Linked DNA regions of Callithrix jacchus: region 2 is linked to region 1. The links are chromatin contacts, called in public Hi-C maps. All regions are on one chromosome and are shown on one strand. The core of a region is the stretch at or near the end of the contact, and the rest is flanking DNA. Distances in the headings are between cores, read along the strand shown. Region 1 holds the start of ANKRD39 (ankyrin repeat domain 39). Region 2 holds the start of COX5B (cytochrome c oxidase subunit 5B).

What was found. Hi-C and Micro-C count contacts between places; a contact is called where the count stands out from the background.
Region 2: a Hi-C map of skeletal muscle shows a contact between it and region 1, with 2.6 times the contacts expected there. The contact joins the promoter of COX5B here to the promoter of ANKRD39 in region 1. A contact is called at or near these places in 2 of 3 Hi-C or Micro-C datasets (both in skeletal muscle).

Annotation. Positions count from the first base shown.
Region 1 is chr14:6,796,474-6,800,753 of calJac240_pri, reverse strand. ANKRD39 (ankyrin repeat domain 39) reads left to right here and starts at 2,892. Exons shown (of 5, transcript XM_035271609.3): 1 at 2,892-3,019. The coding sequence starts at 2,920. It overlaps SEMA4C (semaphorin 4C), which reads left to right. Exons shown (of 15, transcript XM_035271616.3): 15 at 1-1,215. The coding sequence ends at 328.
Region 2 is chr14:6,950,040-6,953,983 of calJac240_pri, reverse strand. It overlaps COX5B (cytochrome c oxidase subunit 5B), which reads right to left and starts at 1,491. Exons shown (of 4, transcript XM_035271621.3): 1 at 1,370-1,491; 2 at 140-213. The coding sequence starts at 1,472.

The sequences.
Region 1 (4,280 bases), core at 1,643-4,142:
ACCAGATGAGAAACTTTGGGATCCTGTCGGTTACTACTATTCAGATGGCTCCCTTAAGATAGTGCCTGGGCACGCCCAGTGCCAGCCTGGTGGGGGGCCCCCTTCACCACCTCCAGGCATCCCAGGCCAGCCTCTGCCTTCTCCAACTCGGCTTCACCTGGGGGGTGGGCGGAACTCTAATGCCAATGGTTACGTACGCTTACAACTAGGAGGGGAGGACCGGGGAGGGCTCGGGCACCCCCTGCCTGAGCTTGCAGATGAACTGAGACGCAAACTGCAGCAGCGCCAGACACTGCCCGACTCCAACCCCGAGGAGTCATCAGTATGAGGGGAACCCCACCACCTCAGCAGCAAGCATGGGAGGCGTAGCTCCTACTTTTGCACAGGTACCAGCTACCTCAGGGACATGGCACGGGCGCCTGCTGTGTCTGGGACAGACACTGCCCAGCACCCACCCGGCCATGAGGACCTGCTCTGCTCAGCACGGGCACTGCCACTTGGTGTGGCTCACCAGGGCACCAGCCTCACGGAAGGCATCTTCCTCCTCTCTGTGAATCACAGACACGCAGGACCCCAGCCGCCAAAACTTTTTAAGGCAGAAGTTTCAAGATGTGGGTGTGTTTGTCTGTATTTGCACGTGTGTGTGTATGTGTGTGTGCAGGAGCGTGCAGGCTGCAGCATAGCCTTCCTGTTTCTGTCAAGTCTTCCCTTGGCCTGGGTCCTCCTGGTGAGTCATTGGAGCTATGAAGGGGAAGGGGTCGTATCACTTTGCCTCTCCTACCCCCACTGTCCCGAGTGTCGGGCAGCAGTGTACATATGGGGGTGGGGTGGGCAGGGTGCTGTGCCCCTTCACGGGGAGTTTAGGGCTCAGGGTGGGCCTAGTCCTGCTCCTAGGGCTGTGAATGTTTTCAGGGTGGGGGGGGGGCTGTGAATGTTTTCAGGGTGGGGGGAGGGGGATGAAGCCTCCTGTGTGTTTGGGGGGAAGGGTGGGTTCAGTGGTATTTTATACTTGGCCTCTTCCCGTACAGGGCTGAGAAAGGCTGTGTGAAGGGAGAGAAGAAAGACAGGGTGGGCCTGCTGTGGACATTGGCATACCCTCTTCCAGCCCTAGGAGGAAGACCTCCTAACAGTGTAACTTATTGTGTCCCTGCGTATTTATTTGTTGTAAATATTTGAGTATTTTTATATTGACAAATAAAAATGGAGAAAATGAAATGGTTACTGTGATGGGGCTAAGACATTTGGGCTAAAACCTTTCTTGGTGCCAAGAGGGAAGGCTCTTTGGGTAAAGGGAAGCTGGACTGGGCCTCCCCCACAGTCCAGGGCAGCCACCTCTTTTGTGGTCCCTGCCTGCCTGTGGGAGGGGACAGCCCAGCTCCAGTGTATTCCCACAGTGGTGGCTGTGGGGCTGGGAACCAGACATGGCCACAGCCCCTTGGGAGCTAGCCTTGGCTTCTGGCCAGAGGGAGAAGTCAGGGCACTGGGAGTCCAGGGGAGAAGTGGAGTGGGAGCGGCGCCTTCCCAGAACTCACGGCAGTTAGTGGGAGTGAGGGGGCCAAAGGAAAGGAAGGTTGTGGAGATGAGTTTTCTGTGTGAGGATGCGGTTTTCAACCCACTTAGGAGAGGAGAAATGACGTCCAGCCTTCTACCCACCAGGAATGCTAGGGTCTTCAGGGCCCCAGCTAGGTGGGAAAGGAACTTAAACACCCAGTGTGTACCAGACCACTGTCCTGGAGAGGGAGTGGCACAGAACCCCTCCCTGTCATTTATGCACCCTTTCTAAGCCTATCAGGCGGTGGAAGTGAGGTCTCCCCTGTAAGCTTAACTGTGGCTTCAGCAGGTGGCTGCCTAGGTTTTAACCGGGAATTGAGAAGGCTGGGGTCGGCTGAGGAGCAGGTTGTGTGGGTGCACCGTCCGCAGACGGCCACCCAGATGATGATTTGATCAGGAAGACGGATTCGGTAAACTCAGCGCCCACTGTGGGGCCGTGGGGTTCTGCACAAACCAAGGCCCTGTCCGTGCCCTGTAGGTGGAGCTAGAGGCAGGACAAGTTGTGGCCACCTGCTCCTTGCTGTACTTTTAAGAAAGCGGAGTACAGGGTGTCTCGAGGCCTTTCCAGCAGTCACTTTGTCACTGCCCCAGGGGCGGTCGGCCTTGGCCAGAGGTGATCCAGGAAGAGGGGGTAAAGACCGTGGAGCAAGGCCAGGAGCCTTGGCTCACGCTTGTAATCCCAGCACTTTGGGAGGCCGAGGCGGGCGGATCACGAGGTCAGAAGATCGAGACCATTCTGGCTAACACGGTAAAACCCCGTCTCAACTAAAATACAAAAAATTAGCCGGGCATGGTGGCGCACGGTAAGTCCCAGTTGGGCAGGAGAATCGCTTGAACCCGGGAGGTGGAGGCTGCAGTGAGCCGAGATCGCGCCACAGCATTCCAGCCTGGGCGACAGAGACAGACCCCATCTCAAAACGAAACAAAAGACCGCGGAGCGAGCCGGCGCACCAGTCCTGGGAGCCCGGCGGGACTAGGGGCGGTAACAAGAGGAGCCTGCAAAGCCGCTGGAGGGCTGGGCCCTGGCGAAGGAAAAGGGAAAACTCCCCACCCGACCCAGAGGCCTCATCCCTACACCCTGCAAAGCCCGGCGGCCCAGCGCGTCAGGGCGCGCGGTTCTCGGAACTCAGCACCTCTGCCTTCAGCTTAGCCTCGGACGCCCTCGCGCGGCTGCCTCGGGGTACAGTCCGGCGCAATAAGTCCCGCCCTACCACTGCGATTGGGTTGGGAGCTAAGGCCTAGGCGTTTGATTGGTCAGCTTTGGCAAGGAGGCGGGACTACGATGATAGCGTAGGACGCCGAACTGCCAGATAGGGTACGCGGGGCGGGCCTGAAATCCTGGGGTGGTTGGTTGGGGTGGGAGCCGGGATGGCGACGCCGCGGCCCTGCCCGGACGGGCCCTGCTGCCCGCATCCCAGCGCAGTGCTCGGTGTACAGCAGACGCTGGAGGAGATGGACTTCGAGAGGGGTGAGGCGGCCGCGCGGCCCTGCCGGCTCTTCCCAGGCCCCGGCCTAAGGAGGAGGCGCCAGGTTAAGGAGGGGTGGTTGAACTAGGCCCTGAGAGCTTGGGGCCTGGTGAGAGACGGCGGGCGGGACTCCAGGCTCCCGCATCCCGAGAGCATACCAAGTGTCTCCTGCATGAGCCCTGTCCCGCGGGCGGCGGCGAAGCCGACGCACTGGTTTCCGTAACCTTTCCGAGTGACGGGGGACAACACTGCTTGGGAGACACAAGTCTGCTCAGGTATTGGAGAGAGGGACCGGGGAGCAGAATCTGCACCTGGGGCATTGCGCCCATCCTGAGGGGCATGGAGCTGCAGGCCTGGGGGCTGCTTGGTGAAGGAGGACACTGGCCCTTGCTTAACCCCGGGTGCCAGGCAGCATGCATGCTTTAGAGACAGCAGGAGCTTAGCACGGGCAGCCTTCAAGTCAGGGCATCTCATCTGTGGGACCCAGAGAGGTAACACGTTTGCCCCGGATTACACGGAGATTATGTTGCCAGTAGGAACAGAGGAAGGCGGGAAATCAAGGTGCTTCTTCTGGGTGTTGGGAACCACTGTGCTACTATGCTGTGTCATCTGTCCGTGCGGTCGCAGCCAGTGCAGTAACAACAATGCTGCCCTTGATTGCCACTGCTGTGTAAGCATTAGCATAGAACTCTTTCTTTACCATGGTTCTGGCACCTGCCTACTTCCCTCCACCTCTCCTACCACTGCCTTCTGCACTGCTGAGGTGGTTGCCTCAGATGGTCTTTCGGCTTCCATGCTTGCCCTCCTACAGGGTTTTCTACTCTCACAAAGCAGCCAGAATGGCTTTTTGAAAATGAGAAATCTCTGTGGCCAGGCGCAGTGGCTCACGCCTGTAATCCCAGCATTTTGGGAGGCCGAGGCGGGTGGATCACCTGAGGTCAGGGGTTTGAGACCAGCCTGACCAACATGGAGAAACTCCATCTCTACTAAATGATTTTTCCCTGGCCCCCTCCCCCACCATCTCTACTAAAAATACAAAAAATTAGCCGGGCGTGGTGGCACATGCCTGTAATCCCAGCTACTCGGGAGGCTGAGGCAAGAGAATCGCTCGAACCCAGGAGACGGAGGTTGCAATGAGCTGAGATTGTGCCATTGCACTCCAGCCTGGGCAACAAGAGCGAAACTCCGTCTCAAAAAAAGGAAAGAAAAGAAAAAGAAAACTCGGATCATTCCCTGTTACGGCTTACAAAGCTCTGTGGACCC
Region 2 (3,944 bases), core at 242-2,741, 150 kb before region 1:
CAAATAAGCCCTACGTTCCAGAAGCTCAGCGTGTTCCTATAAGCCAAGTTCCCTGGATCAAATACTCCCAGAGAGGAGACTACTATGAACACATACAAGAACGTAAGTTCCACGGAAGACACAGAAAGGAGTTTCTCACCAGTCCCTTTCTTGCAGCCAACATGATCTCCCTCTCCAACCCAGTCGCCTGGTCATCATCACTAGGAACACCACCTACAGGAAGATATGTGAATTATGATGCTGACTGAAATGATAGAAAAATTAGGAACAGAAATGATCAAGAAGAAAAATGCCACACTGAAACTTCTGCATACGTTTTAGTGGGCTCACAAGCTCCTAAAAGCTACTCATATCCATGGTCCCCAAAGAACCACCAAATCATGATCCACACAAGGGGCAGCACTTGGGGGAGCTGCTGCTTTTTTTTTTTTTTCCTCGTTGCCCAGGCTGGAGTGTAATGGCAAGTTGTCGGCTCACTGGAACCTCTGCCTCCTGGGTTTAAGCGATTCTCCCGCCTCCTGTGTAGCCGGGATTACAGGAGCACGCCACCACGACCAGCTAATTTTTTTTTTTTTTTAAGGAGTTTCATTCTTGTTGCCCAGGCTGGGGTGCAGTGCTATGATCTCGGCTCACTGCAACCTCCGCCTCCCGGGTTCAAGCAATTATCCTGCCTCAGCCTCTCCAGTACCTGGGATTACAGGTGCCCTCCACCACGCCTGGCTAATTTTCGTAATTTTGATAGAAACGGGGTTTCCTATCGTCCTGGCCTGGCTGGCCTCGATCTCCCAACCGCAGATGATGATCCGCCCGCCTCGGCCTCCCAACGTGCCGGGATTACAGGCGTGAGCCACCACGCCCAGCCCAATTTTTGTATTTTTAATAGAGACGGGGTTTCACCGTGTTGGCCAGGCTTGTCTCGAACTCCTGATCTCAGGTGATCCGCCCACCTCGGCCTCCCAAGGTGCTGGGATTACAGTCGTGAGCGCCCGGCGTAGGAGCTTTTCCTTCTCCAACCACCGAGACCAATTTGTCGACATTTGTCTAAAAGCAAGTTAGAGCCCACTCGGCTTGAGGCGGGCGCAGGTTTGAAGGGCGGCCGGACCCCTCCCCAACCCGGTCGCAGTCCCCACCCCTCCCAAGGTCACCCGGCACCTCCGTTTAGGATACTTTCGCAGAGGAGTCAGTTCGGGGGGGCGGCAGGAGCAGCGGCCTGGAATTATAGGAAGATGCCTGCAGAGCCTGAGACACTCCGGACCGTATGCGGTCACTGGGACCTCTAGTAGCTGCACGTCACGCCCCGCTCTGCCGCCCTGGGACCACTACGGGAGGGCAATACTCCGGTCCCTGGCAAGCCTGGGGAGCCGAGTACCTCCAGAGGCCATGGAGCGCACCGCGGCCGCACCATTGGGACCGCGAGCCCTCAAGGCCTGCGCGGCCAGCGCTCCGGCTCCGCGAAGTAACCTTGAAGCCATCGCGTCCGCGACAAGCAACAGCACTTCCGGGAACAGGATGCAAAGACAGGAGAGACTTCCGGGGGCGGGCTTCTTTCTCCTCCCGGTCAGCTTTCCGCTCCTTCCCCGCCCTCGGGCCCGCCCACTCCCGCCACCTTGGCGGGGGCGGAAACTGCGCATGCTCAAGTGTGCCTTTCCCTGCACCGCACAGTAGCTGAGGCTTGGGGGCGGGTTTGCTCTTTAGTAAGGCTGAGAGGTGAGCAAGTTGTTTTGGTGTTTGGAGCTCAGCGGCTAAACCACATTGGAGTTCCTCTGTATCTGGCCTGCACTTGGAGGCTACTGATGGAAGTCATTAAGTCCCCGCCTGTCAAGAGACTGACTGGACCCCAAATGATTTGAATTTGAAAGTGGGCTCCTAAAGATCTCTGCGTTCCTTGCTAGGCTAGTTAGTGGCAACGCTGGTTCTCTGGCAGTGCGTGAGCCGTCGCGAGCGTGTTGCATTGGACGGGACCTACCTGCAGTACTGGCCCAGTTTCCTGTTAGAGTTGTACTGTGGGGGGTTAGGCGCCGGGGTCCCTGCGGGGTCCCGGCCTAGGGAGGAGGACAGGACGGCGGCAGGACCCCGCCCAGGACCAAGAGCCTGCTGATGTGAAGAGAGAAAGTGGCCACTCTTCGAGGCCACTAGGGGAGGAGAAGTTAAAAAGGGGAGTTGATAATGGGAAATGGAGTCAGATCCTGCTGTGACTGGAATTCCGTTTGAAACGGAAAACATCTTCCGTCCATAGCTTTCCGTTGCCCCCACAGGCTAAGATGTGCAAATTTCTTAGGGTGAGCTTTAGTCTGTGTAGCCCTATGACAGGCTAGCTGCATGCGGTATCTGAGTTTCCCTACCAGATAGAAAAATCGCTTTAGAGTGGAATTAGCTCATTACTGAATTTTCAATGCCTTGCAGAGGTCTGGTATATAGTAGGATCCAGTAATTTTAGTAAATTTACTACTTGGATAGACTATATAAAACCAGTTTATAGGGCTTCTCCTGGCCCAGTGAGGTCAATTGGAAGCAAACTGGGTAGAGTTGAAGGCTCAGATGCTCCCACTTGTCTCATGCAGGCTATGATATTTTCAAAAGGACACGGTGGAGCATTGCCTCCCAGGAGCACGTCTGGTCTTCATGGGTGCCCCCTCCACCAATTAAAAAAAAAACAAACACCTGTATTCTGATACAAAAACCACCTTTAAAGGCCAAGATTTCCTTTAAAGGTGGTTTTTGCTTTGAATGGCTTCACTGTTACTCCCTTCTCTTTCACCTCCACTGCAACGCCTCCAAATTGAATTGAGGGAAAAAATTCTGAGCAATGTTCCCCAAGGACCTATAGTTAATTTGCAACTGTGTTTAGGTGTTTGGCAGGAGAAAAAGCATTGGTCTGGAAAGTAGCCTCACCAGCTAGTTCAGCCAGTCGCTTTTTCTCCTTTGGGCCACCATTTCTTCATCAGTAAAACTCGTTCAACTAGGTTAGTATTTCCCAAGTGTATTCCATGTCATCCAAGTCTCAAGATATGATCTTAAGAAAAAGGGCTTGGTCAAGACAGGGAAGTCCTGCGTTTCATGATCACTCTTTTGGAGCTGCACGAACATAATCAAGGCTCTGATTAGGCTTGCAGCAAGACCTTTTGTTTAATTTTCCTGCAGTTTAAGCCAAAGTTTCCCTATCTTAATTGACCACAAAACCCTTTCCTGAGGAACACCTACTAACTTGCCCCTCAGCAAACCAGTGAGATATTCAGCTCTGATGTGTTATGATTCCCAGCTGCCTGACCAGGAATGTTTTACTCCAGGCTGTAAGATGGAAACTGACTTTAGGCTTGTTTCTCACTCTCATTGTAGGTTTGCCTAATAGTAGGAAATTTTTGCAGGCCTTTATCTAACTCAGGAAAACCTCAGCCTCACTCTGGGATTATTTAGATTGTGTGAGTGAACTCCAAGGTCAGGGCCAGGCTCCCCAGATGTCCCCACATGCTGGAAGCATCCCCTGCTGCTTCCAGTTCCCACTACTCTCCATTCACACCCTGTCCCTCAGGTCTCCTTGAGAAACAGTTTGGCTTGGGGACCGGTCTGCCACCTCCGCTCCATCATTGTCTTTGCCAGCACAATAAACTTACTGAGTATTCTTTTATAGGCTAATTTTTAGTTGTCAAAATAAATATACACGGTAGGTCAAACAGGACAGATATGTAAGGAAAAAGCTAGCAGTTTGATGCTTATCCTTTTTTTCGTTCCCTATACCAGGTTTTCTCAAGCTCAGCACAACTGACATCTTGGGTTGATAATTATTTACAGGGAGGTTGTGCATTGTAGGATTTAACCCTATGCCATTAGCACTTCCCCGACATGATAACCAAAAACATCTTCAGCTATTGCCACATGCCCCCTGGATTTGCAAAATCCCCATTGAGCATCACTGCATATATGAATATAAAATATAAAAACATATA